2 separate regions of the Macaca mulatta genome follow, and region 2 is linked to region 1. The links are chromatin contacts, called in public Hi-C maps. All regions are on one chromosome and are shown on one strand. The core of a region is the stretch at or near the end of the contact, and the rest is flanking DNA. Distances in the headings are between cores, read along the strand shown.

The links. A called contact is a pair of places that touch in the nucleus more often than the background predicts.
Region 2: a contact with region 1 is called in a Hi-C map of CD4 T cells, with 3 times the contacts expected there. The contact joins the promoter of FBXL3 here to the promoter of CLN5 in region 1. A contact is called at or near these places in 4 of 14 Hi-C or Micro-C datasets (CD4 T cells, blood, fetal cortex germinal zone and 1 more).

What each region holds. Positions count from the first base shown.
Region 1 is chr17:71,784,331-71,790,513 of T2T-MMU8v2.0, forward strand. CLN5 (CLN5 lysosomal BMP synthase) reads left to right here and starts at 2,115. Exons shown (of 4, transcript XM_077973868.1): 1 at 2,115-2,334; 2 at 5,172-5,337; 3 at 5,996-6,183. The coding sequence starts at 2,162.
Region 2 is chr17:71,818,675-71,824,941 of T2T-MMU8v2.0, forward strand. It overlaps FBXL3 (F-box and leucine rich repeat protein 3), which reads right to left and starts at 3,053. Exons shown (of 5, transcript NM_001261635.2): 1 at 2,771-3,053.

The DNA.
Region 1 (6,183 bases), core at 865-3,364:
GAATAAATGAAATAAAGAGTGAAGAAGTTCCAGCTTTTTGGGGTGGCATCTCTGCCCCCACTTACTGATACTCCTGACACTACAGCAAATGCTGAAGGAGGTTTACCAACAACCATGGGAGGGCCTCTTCCACCACATCTGGCTCTCAAAGCTGAAAATAATTCTGAGGTAGGGGCCTCTGGCTACGGTGTTCCTGGGACCGAGGAGCCAACTTGAAGGTGAAGCACCGTCTCTAATAAATAAATAAATTACAAGTGGCACACACTTGTAATCCCAGCTACTAGGGAGGCTGAGGCACGAGAATTACTTGAACCTGGGAAGTGGAGGTTGCGGTGAGCCGAGATGACATCACTGCACTCTAGCCTCGGCGACAGAAGGAGACTCCGTCTCCAAAAAAATAAATAAATAAATCCAATACCAGGAAGTGCTTTCTTACCATGAGAGCTCCCCACAAACCAGAGTGAGAAGACAGATACAGCAGAAGCAGGACCAGAGGTCTCCACCACTGAACCAGGTCAACCTGAATTTGTTTTTGTAGCTCTGGGAAGTCTTGAACTGAATGGGAGGTTCTACTGTGGCCCTCTAGTGTATGGTTCCAGGATTTGTAAACACTCTAATTCTTGTTTTTTGTTTTGTGTTGGTTTTTGTTTTTGTTTTTAAGCTGTTCCTGCTAATTGCTTTTTAAGCCAGGCTCAAGTGTGGGTCCACAGGGAATACTTCAGGTGCCCTTCGAATCAGATACTAGTTTCAGCCCTCAGGGCTAGAATGCTTCCCGCTGTTACTTGGGCAGGTCTTTGAAGAAGCCAGTTTAGCCTTGGTAGTTTTGAATTTGGCCATAGTATAGGGAGGAGAGCTAGGTAGCTTTCAAAACGCTCAGACAGATGTGTGGGAAAATGCAGCCCGGTCTGAACCTCCGCAGGAGCCCCGCACCTGGTGCAGCAAGTGGGCAAAGGAGTGTGTGTTCAGGGCAGGGTACTCAGTCCCATCTGTAATCGAGAGATCTGGAGGGTCCGAGGAAGTCAGTGACACCCCCACAAGCCACACACCTTCCAATGGATTGTGGAAGAGATCTGGAGGGCCTGAGGAAGTCAGTGACACCCCCACAAGCCACACACCCTCCAATGGATTATGGTGGTCATCCCTGGCTACCGAAGCCACCTTGCTTATTCCCATAGCCTTACAAACATTATGATGCTTCACACGAGTTGTGGGTGAAGTGAAAGAGTTGGAAAGTCCCGGTCTAAGGCTCTGCAAAACTGCTCTCTGGTAAAAACAAGTGACTATGGCAAGGCCTTGAATGTACTACGTACAGACTTAAGTCAGTATTTGTGCCTAACAGCAAAGCAAGCCATGAGAGGTTCCTCAAAAGTCAGGTAATTGATGCCATTGTTTTCTCGACATGGTTGAAGAGTCAGAGAAGAGAAGGTGATGCAGAAGCTTCTTTCCAGTTAAGTGACAGATCCAAGCAAGGAACACCTGCCGGTGGCGGGAGCGGTAGGGGAGGGGTGGATTCGGCAGCACTCGGGTAGTGGCAGGGACCACATATTGTCGGTGTTTAACCACTTTTATCACTGGCCCAGGTCGGGTGAGGACAAGTCATTTCCCCACTAAGCTCTTGGGGAGTGGCAGGGACCACATATTGTCAGTGTTAACCACTGTTATCACCGGCCCAGGTCGGGTGAGGACAAGCCATTTCCCCACTATTGTCTCTTCTTCCTTACTGCACCCCCGGCTCCGCACCCTCAGCCCCAAATACACATTCTCATTCACTCAACGTTTGTTGACACCTAGCGTGGGCCCTGTGTGATGGGGTAAAAGTTCGGTGTTGGGAGGAGCCCCAGTGACAGATTTTCGGTTTTGGTTTGGTTTTGGTGGTGGCTGCTGGGCAGGGACAGGTCAGTTCATAAAAGAAGAGGCCCCAGGTCTGGATCGAATTCTCCTGGGAGCCAGACCAAGGCGCCTTCCTGGACTGAAAAGTGCGGCAGCCGCCGCGGGCAGGGTGCGGGGAGGCGTCACGCGCCGGAACCTGCGCTTGCTGCCAAGCTCTGGGCCTGATTAGCCGGGGTGGGGCGTCCCGCGTCCTGGGCTGGCGGCTCCGCGCATGCTCCTCCCTCAGGCGTCGCAGGCCTCCAGAGGATCCGGAAGCACTGGGTGCAGCCTGATGGCGCCGGAGTTAGACACCGCACAGGGCGCCAAGATGCGGCGGGGCGCGGGCGCGGCTCGGGGACGCGCTTCCTGGTGCCCGGCCGTGGCGCTGCTATGGCTCGCGGCGGTTCCGGGCTGGCCCCGGGCCTCGGGCGTTCTCTCCCGGCGCCACTGGCCGGTGCCCTACAAGTGAGTGCGGCGGCACGCGCACTGTCGGGGTCGGGGTCGCAGTCGGCGTTGCCGATGGGGGACGGGGTGCTCGCGCGGGGAGCCCCGCGCACGGTGGTTTGTGTCGGATCACGAGACGGCGCGGGGGCAGCGCCGGGTGATGCTCGGAGCGCACTTGAGAGCAAAGTTGAGGACTGGGGAGTCGCAGCCGCTTGTTATGCACAGCCCTGGGATCTTTCCTCCCTCTGGCCACTTGCGGCAGACTCAGGACAGTCCCGAATCTTGGCAGCAGAAAAGGAGAGTAATGTTATTTAATGGAGGGATTTCTGGATACAAGTAGCTGATTTATTGAGTAGTTTAAAAACACTGTCTGTCGCATTTATTTATATCATGCACTGTCATTAGTTATTACTGCGGAACATTTGGTACAATTTACTGGGCGACCAACTCGCTCTGGTTTGAACCTGATCAGAACCCGATCCGAAGTCCTTATTGGAACTTCCCAGTTTTGCACTCAAAAGTCCCGCATCCCGGAATCCCCGTCTCCTGCAGTCCTGGTTAGACCGGGAAGATAGTCATCGCGTTTGTCCGGTCTTCAGCCTGGAGGTAGGACGCCGGTCCTAAGACGAGGACAGGGCCCGCACTCCTGGGAGGCCGATTCCAGCCTTTGACAGAGAAGACACACAGCCTCCGGCGGTCAGAGATAGCTAAACACAGAGAAAGAAAACATGGTGTCAACATCAGGCAGGAGAACGACCAGCAGTTTCTGAAAACAGCTGTTTTTCTTTAAACCAAAAGCATCATTATTTTAATTCAATTTATAATGGACATAATTTTAACATACCAGCATAAGTAATCAACAGCTTAAAACTGCACACAACAAACCTGAAAAATAAAAACAGCTATTTTGCATGACAGTATGAGTGGGAAGGCAGGATTTCCTCTTTGTGAGGAGCAAGTTTTAGGTTCTGCCTGCTGCGGGTCAAATCTGGCTCCATCATCACCAGGGATCTTGGGAAAGTTACTCAGAATCTCTGTGCCCACATGCCCTGAGTCACACAATAGGAATAGTGGTAGCACTTATCGGTTTGCTGGAAGGATTAAATCTAGCAGAATGCCAGCTGTTATCAAATCTAGCTAGTGTATTCTGCTCACTGAAAGGTTTGCAGCACTGTTTTGTTTCGTGTGATATACTACGTGGAAAGAGAAGTTTGTGGTTGAAGCTAGTTTTCTGAAAAATGTTAATAAAAAACTGTTTGTAAGAAGTCAAAATTACTCAATAGAACAAGAATTGTAAATCCAAACGCTTTGATTGAACATTAGGGCAAGGTGTTGACCATAGCTTTTTAGTGGATTTTTTTTTTAAGTCTCAGATATTAAGTACATGCCCCCATCTGATCCCCTCAATTGAATATAATATTTAATTTTATTAAGTTCACATTTAAATTACCTTTGAACTAAAAGACTTTGCTGTGGGTCAGTGCAATCTCTATGTGATTATGTATTTGTTTAAACCAGGTAAGTGCCTATAAAACACTGTACCCAAGTGGCAGAAGCTTTTGGGAACATTGTTAATGTTTTTGGTCAGCATAAAGATTTTAACTTCTTAAGTTAAAATAGAAATTTTTGTTGATTTGTTGGGATTGTAAAACAGTAGATCTGGGTTGGGGATCTAGTATTCTTAGATAGAAGCTCTTGTCACCACCACTTCCTTCTTTCCCAATGCCAGATTATGGGTGACCAGTGTGTCTGCTGAGCTGAATTCAACTGTGGTGCTCCTCGAGTCCTATTGCTATGGCCTTCTCTGGTCTTCTTTTCTTGCCTGCATTGTTGAGGTCATCTTCTAACTGATCTCTCATGTTTAATTTGGCCTCTCTCCCTACCCTCTTTTAATTCATGAAATAAGGTTTACTTTATAGCAAATTCAGTCCTATCAGATCTGCTACTTAACATCCTTTAAGCTTAGCCCCCCCCAGTTGTAAGGCAGGGAATTCCATGCACATTCTCCTAGTGACAGAATGACAGCCCCTGCCAGTCTCTTCTGTCTCCACTCGTGCATTGAAGCCTGAATCCTAGTCTTCCGTACCTACCGGAGACCAAATGTGCCAGGCTTGTCTTATAATACTTAACATTTCCTCTGCCTTTCTGTCTTAACCTTCTAGCCAAGTACGTTAAAAACGTAGGCCTGGCCTTCATCTCTTTCTTTGCCCTCCCCACCCCATTCATCCCATACCTGGTTAACAATGATTTGTCCTTCCTTTGTGCCAGGTAGAACTCATTTCTTTAGTCTAGCACATCCCACACTCATTACTTGTTGAATGTCTTTGCAGCTCCCACCCACAGAGAAAAGCAACAGTGTTTTAATTTCTGTTTCCCTCCTTCTTCCTATAGTTCCCTATATACCTAGTAGAACCTCAATACATATTGGTTGAATGTTATTTTGTAAGTAAATATAAAATATATACTATGACTCATAATCATCTGAATAATCTTAATGTATGGATTGTTTGTAAAACTGAACACATTGGAAAAATGTTCATTTAATCTGTAAACATTTGCAAATGTCTACTATGACCTGGAGCTATAAAATTTTAAGATAGGATTCCTGTCTTCAAAATTTTCACAGTGGGATCAGGGAACAGGGAATCCTGGATTTATCAGAGTGCTTTGAGTTTATCATTTGCTATTAAAAACATTATTGGAAGTTTGTTCACAAGATAACAAAATGTATGTTTATATTTATTAACTATGGTCTGACCTTTGAATGGTCCCCTAAAAATGTTACTGGATTCTAAAAGATGGGAGAAGAATCCAATTCCTGTTGGAATCTAAGTAGATGGTTTCTTTTTCTTTATTAGACGCTTTGACTCCCGTCCAAAACCTGATCCTTATTGTCAAGCTAAATATACTTTCTGTCCAACTGGCTCACCTATCCCAGTTATGGAGGGTGATGATGACATTGAAGTCTTTCGATTACAAGCCCCAGTATGGGAATTTAAATATGGAGACCTCCTGGGACACTTGGTAAGGATGCATCTTGGTCTTACAACTTTGGTTAATTCAATGATTTGGTTATTAAGTTGATTTTTAGGGAGTAATCACTACTTAGATGGCTGACTTTAGATCATGTTGGTGTTTCTCTTAGTACATTTAAAATGAGTAGTCAAAAATAGTTACTATTAGATTTTATAATCTTGACAACAAATGTAATCACCATTATCCGTTGTAATATTATGAATCTGAATCCAGCTCCTGTATCCAGCTCCTGGAAGATGAGAAGAGGCCCAGAAGGGGCAGGGTAGGCAGAAAACACCTCTTGATTTCCAGATCCTGTTGTAGTCACTTTTCCAGGTTAACCCATCACCACGTGAGGTCTGTAGAGCTCCTTCCGGAGACCGGCAGGGGGCTCCGCAGCTTATTCTAAGCTCTGAGGAAATTACGAGCTTGTCCACATAATATGCATGCCTCCTATTTGAAATGAGCTGTAGGGACCAAAGCCAGGGTGGAGGAGGGCCTGGAGATTGGGGCCACAGAGTGGATATGACAATAGCAGCATGGAAGAACAGCTGAACAGCTGTTCTACTTGATATGCATTTGTGATGTGCCACATTTTCTCCTATCAGGTTACCTGGACCCATGGTTATGTCTCAGTTGCTTTTATACGTGTATTGTGTTTACACAGAAAATTATGCATGATGCCATTGGATTCAGGAGTACATTAACTGGCAAGAACTACACAATGGAATGGTATGAACTCTTCCAACTTGGCAACTGTACATTTCCCCATCTCCGACCTGAAATGGATGCCCCTTTCTGGTGTAATCAAGGCGCTGCCTGCTTTTTTGAGGGAATTGATGATGTTCACTGGAA
Region 2 (6,267 bases), core at 1,803-4,302, 35 kb after region 1:
ATATATTACACATACCCCACTGATCAGGGAGAGAACAAGAACACAGAATGACAGAGGTGACAGCAAGAAGGTAGTTTGATGGAAGACTGGAAATTATGTGTAACTCTGAGAATAGATTTTTTTTATAAGTTTAGAGAAAAGTGTATAATCTACATTGTAATCTTTAATATTGTCTCTCCTAATAATAATCCCTCACTAGAGGTTGAGATAACACTGTCATTATGACCCATTTTTCTGCTTTAACTTACCCTGAAGGCTTATTTTAATTTTAGTATATAAAATTTGGGTCAAAGAACAAAGTGTTTGCTATCCAGAGCTTATAATTTCTCTTCTGACCACCTAAAACTACTCACAATTTTGAGATACAGAGATTCAAAAAAGAATGACAGTCTTCGTGATTTCTACACCTTATTATAGAATACTGATTGCCTGTTTCTGGAGAACAATCTTCTAAAACCAGAACTAGACAACTTAAAGACGGAATGATTCATTTTACTTGAGAGTATATGGATATATACATGTATAAAAAGGTAGCCTTATTCACATAATAATCTTTGCTAATAAATACCTTGCTGGTCCTAAAAATAGAAACTTTCTTTTGTCTATTATAGTACTGTTTTAAATAAAATGTACTTAAATACCTTTCCAAGTTCAGGTTAAAGAAGTTGACAAAAATTTTTTTAACAGTATGCAACACTAAGGGACAGTATCTCTTGATCTAGATATAAAAACACTATATGATCACCAAAGCATATTTTAAGCACTTACCAGTTTACAAATAGCTGAATTAAGTCTGTAAACTGTCCTATGTAATATGTTTATGTCACAATTACAGTGCAATAAGCAATGGAAAAAAATCTAAGGCCAAATTCCAATAAAAACAGCCTCTGGACTATCCTCATTTTTGCATGAAAATAACAGGAGTCAGTGGACACTTAATAAAAATTTTACATGTCAATTTTCCAAGTTGGTTTCCTTTATGTATGAAAAAATTTACACTACTTTAATAGTATCTTATTAAATCTATTTACACATGAAACTCTGCTATACAGAAAATTAAACATCTCAGAGCATCTTCCAGCCTGCAAATAATTTACATCAATGGGCCCTATAATTCCTATTTTTGTCAAAGTGAAAACACCTCTTATCTTTCAACAGAAGTGTGGAGGACCAAGCTGTACTATAAAACGTCAATAAGACTTTCTAGATTCTAGAAATCTAGAGCACCAAAACTAGGCCTCTTCAGGACTCTGGCAGTTTAATTTCCTGCAAAGTTTCTAGGCCCCAAATAATGCAACTTAGGCCACCAGAGCTTTTGGTGAGGGACTGATACGACTACAAATTGCTAAATAGCAAACTATTGAGGAAAGACCACAGGCTAGCTGAGCAGCACAAGGAGTTAGTGAGCTAACTCTATGTTCCATAAACTTTGAGGTGGGCACCGTGGGCCACGCCTGTAATCCCAGCACTGTGGGAGGAGAAGGCAGGCGGATCGCTTGAGCTCTGCAGTTCGAGACCAGCATGGGCAACACGATGAAACCCGTCTCTACAAAAAATACAAAAATTAGCAGGGCATGCTGGCCCACGCCTGTAGTCTCAGTTACTAGGGAGCTTGGGGTGGGAGAATCGCTAGAGCCAAGATCGCGCCATTGCACTCCAGCCTGGGTGACAAAGTGAGTCCCTGTCTTAAAAAAAGAAAAAACTTTGAAAGAAGCAGTCAACTTCATCATTAGATCAAGACCAGAAGTGAACAGCTAGCTGTGTCCATCATTGTATTAGGCACTTTTACACTGGCCATGCAGTAATTTTAAATGCCCATTTGTAGTTAACTCTAAAAAGCCTATTTTGGCATCGCAGTTCCTTTCTGTTCTGCTTTCACTAATATCAAACTACTATCCATTCTTCGGCTGAAATACAGTAAAACACTATAAAGAGGTTAACTCACAACTAAATGTTCAGAGAGCACACGGTGGCGAAAATGTGTCCACAGGTCATAGAGATAAACTGATAGTTGATGGCACTTTTATAAATATTTCAGAGATAACAGAAACTAAGTTACTTTTTTTTTCAAGTTAGAAAAGGAGGATTCTAATTAAAACATCTGGGTCACTCAACTGGACATTAGCAACGACGAAATAAAAATGATCTCTCCCACCTCTCAGCTTGGAGATACTCGGCTGCTTCCTGATCCCTGTCTGCAACTCCACCTAAAGGACTGCCCACGCCAAAGGCAGGCGCGCAGCCGCTCAAGTTGACCAAGTTTTTCGCCTGGCTAAGCGGCGGGGGCGTCCCATCCTCCCTGCGCCACCTCCCGATTGGCTTCCCCTGACATTTCTCATGCGCCCCACCCTGGGCACTTTGACATTTCAGTGCCTCATTGCTCAAGCTCCCAGCACCGGCGTAGCCGACGCCGGGAGAGCCCCACACAGTGCAAGTTCCACGGTGCCTGTCCCCAGCCCGCGCCAAGGGTCATAAAGCCAGGCAGGAGCCGCGGCTAGCCCCGGAGCGGCGGCGTCGCGGGCACGCTGCAGGCGGCCGCCGCACACGCACCACGCCTTGTTGACATGTTTGGAAGCAAGCACAGCGGGGAAACGCCCCCAAGCAAGCTCCAAGGTCTGGGTGCCGCGCCCCGCGCCACGCCCGGCACTCCTGAGGAGCTGCCAGCTCGCGCCCCGGCCCCCGCGCCCCCTCGGCCCGCCCACAGACGGTCCGCGGTCCCTCCCCGGCCCCGCCGTCGCAACAGGGCTCGGCCCTGTCCCTCCGCCGTTACCTGCTGCCGGGGGCGGCTTCCCCCACACACCACCCCGTGCTCCGGGGACGGCGGCGGCCGCAGGTCCCGCGGCTCTCACATGAGGCGCCCCTGGCCCCCCGCTTCGCGCTCCCGCGGCCCCCCGCGCTTCTCCCGCATCCGAGGCGCTGGTCCCGCGGAGGGCGCCAACGCGGCTCCACCTTTGCGGCTCTGGCTGCCCAGAGAGAAGCTTTCCTTCCCAGTCCCACGCTGTCTGCGCCTTGTTCAGGGACCCCCGGCGCCGCGACAGACTACCTCAGCGAGCGGCTGCCACCGCGTATGCTTCCTGCGCCTCTGCTACAGACAGCGAGTCTAAAATGGCGCCCAGGGCTCGCGGCCGCGCGCTTCACCGGCGCGTCCCGGCCCGAGGGGGCGGGGAGGGGGCGGGGCGGGGCGGAGCCCGGCGGGAGTGGGGCCGCGCCCAAGCGGGAGCGCGCGCTGCGGCCTCCCCTGCCTCCCCGCTGTGGGACGGTCTTCTGCTTTCCTGCCGTAGATGTGACTCCCGCTTGAAGGGGATTTTTTTTGTTGTTTTGAGACCGAATGTGGGAGGGCTGGAGCTAGCTTTATGTGGAAGAGACTGTCTGTGGCTGAAACGGGAAGGTTTAGGGAGGTGGAGCAGAAAAAAGAAAGGAAGGAGTCCCCCCGGAGCCTGCTAGGGACCGCGGCCCGTGGGTGGCCGCCCCGATGCCTGAAACCGAGGGGTTACAGTCTCTGAAGACCCGCGCATCGGTGTGCCTAAGTGGTGCTTAAAAGATGCCAAGGAATTGTACCAGAATAGTGACAGTATTAACGCTGGGATTGCAGATGATTTTTATTTTTCAAAATTTGTATTTCCCAATATATTTGTAAAGTGACTTTTATCATTAGAGTTATTACATTTTAAAAACGACATTTGCTTTATGAAATAGAGTCCTGAAATTTGTAAATAGCTTTTGAAACACAGTGGGGAAAGTAAAGGATTACAAAGCTGCTGAAAAGAAAACCTCTGGTGAATCCTTTTGTAAATCAAGGCATCTTTGTGTGTAACTGCTACCTAGTTGACTTAAAGTTTGGATTTTTTGATACTGGATTTTCTTAAAGTTAGAAATATTCTTAGGTACAATATCATAAGTTGAATCATGCGCCATTCCTCTCTACACCTCCAAAAAAAAGAGAGAAATTAATTTTCCATTCAAAGGTGTCTTAGAACACTCAGACCCATGTGTAAGAGACTGAAAAGCAGCGGTGCCCAGGGAGCTCTCCGTTCTTCCCATTTTCCCAAGAAATTGAGCTGGGAAGCCATGTATAAAGTTACACCGAAGTTCATTGTGAGGCCAGGAGTGGTACAGACTTATACCTGTTATCCCAATATTTTGGGAGGCCAAGACAGAATGATTGTTTGTGGTCAAGAATTGGAGACCAGCCTGGGCAATATGTCCAGACTCTGTCTCTACAAAAAAATAAAAGAGTAATAATTTAAAAAATTAGACAGGCTTGGTGTAATCCCGGCTACTACTCAGGAGGCTGAATCGGGAGGACGGCTGGAGCCCAGGAGTAGGAGGTTACAGTGACCTATGATGTCACCAGTGCACTCCAGTCTGGATGAGAGTGAGACTCTGTTTCTATAATAAAATGAATTCAATGTGGGGAAATGCCAGTGTTGTTTGTTTGGTATTTTTTAAGGGCATGCCAGCTGTCAGATCACTGAATCAAACTGTACAAAGTCTCTACTAGCATAAGAATGTGGATTTACCTGAACTACAACATTTTTTTAGGTCTCTCAGTGACTAGATGATGAGGAACAATAGGAAGTTCTAAGAAAGACAGTGATAATTATCAAAGAAAAACAAATAAGTCAAATACAGGCCCATTTATTTAAAGTTGAGTGAACGGTATAAATGATCAGCAAAATACATTAAACCAATTCAGTAAACATGATGAGCATGGGTTGCGTTACGTTAATATTGTATCACATTAGTTATGTCACATTCCAATCATAGTTCTTTTTTTTCACCAGTATGATCTATTCTCCTCCTAAACAAGACAAGGACCTTGGCACACTTGACCTATTGAATATCCCTTTTCTTCCCTGTTATTGGCAAAGATTTTATTTCACTTTTCTTTTTTTGAAAAAAGAAACGTGTTTTTTTTTCAATCAGTCAGTACTTATTTACATTTATCAATTGTATCATCAAGATTAGTGGCATGGTGGGTGGGAGAAAGGATGAGTGTGAAGCACATTGATCCAACAGGGAAAAATAATTTATTACTGACCCTGTTTGGAATTGCCAATGCATGTAGTAATAAAAAGCAGATGAACAATTAGTCTCTTTATTATTGTTTTCAATTATCCACAGACAATGTACCCCTTCACCATGTAGAATGGTGTAGACTATTCCCACACCACCCCAGCCTTGGTACACCAATGATCAGGATAGATTAGATTATGTTGCAGTAGTTCCTTAAATACCATCCTGTAATTCCTTGTTTTTGACGACCTTTACAGTTTTTAGGAGTACTGCTTTAGTATTTTGTAGAATGTGCCTCAATTGGGGTTTGTCTTAGGTTTTTTTCTCATAATTACATAGGGACTGTGGATGTTTTAGAAGGAAAACCACAGAGGTATAAAGTACTGTTCTCATCACATCATATCAAAGCTACATCTATTAATACGACTTATCCTTGTTGATGTCAACATTAATCAAAGATTGAGATCAAGTTGTTCTACTTAAAGTTACTTTTTTCCCTCTCTTTTTGTACTGGAAGAAAGTCACTATGTGCAGCCAACACTGAAGAATGTGGATTTACCTGAACTGCAACTTTTCCTTGAGGGGGAAATGTCTATATAAATTACTGAAATTTTTCTGCCTTGGGAGGTGTATCTACATATCTCTTAATTTTATATGTTTACTTTTCTGTCTGTAATTTCTGTATATCTGTCTTCCAAGTCACTAATTTAGTCTATTTAGTCTTTGCTAAGACTACCTTTGCCTGTGTTTTTCATTTCTAAAAGTTTTATTTGGTTATTTTTCATATCTGCCTGATCGTTCTTGATATTCTTTTCACTTTGTAATTTCTTTTTTTCTTAAATCATGTTAATCATATGAAATAATTGGGGGTCTAATGATATGTGTCAATGTTTGCTCATGGTGGGTTGTTCCTCATGTATTTTATAATTTTGGATTGTGAGTTCATCTTCTGTACAACTTTAGCTGTAGGAATTTTGCACAACAGGCAGAAGCTGGAAGGGAAGGAGATTGTTAGTGAGTGCTGGAAAGACAATAAGGAATTGTTAATGGAGTACAGAGAAATCAGGATATTTTTGGATATCTTTCACGTAATGATGGCAAACCCAGTGAAACATTTGTCTATGGCAACATGGAAAATAGAGAAATGCATTTATTTAATTGTTGGACTTGGCTAAAGACATTTCTGAGCAGGCTGGGTATGGTGGTTCACGCCTCTAATCCCAGCACTTTGGGACGCCAAAGTAGGCGGAT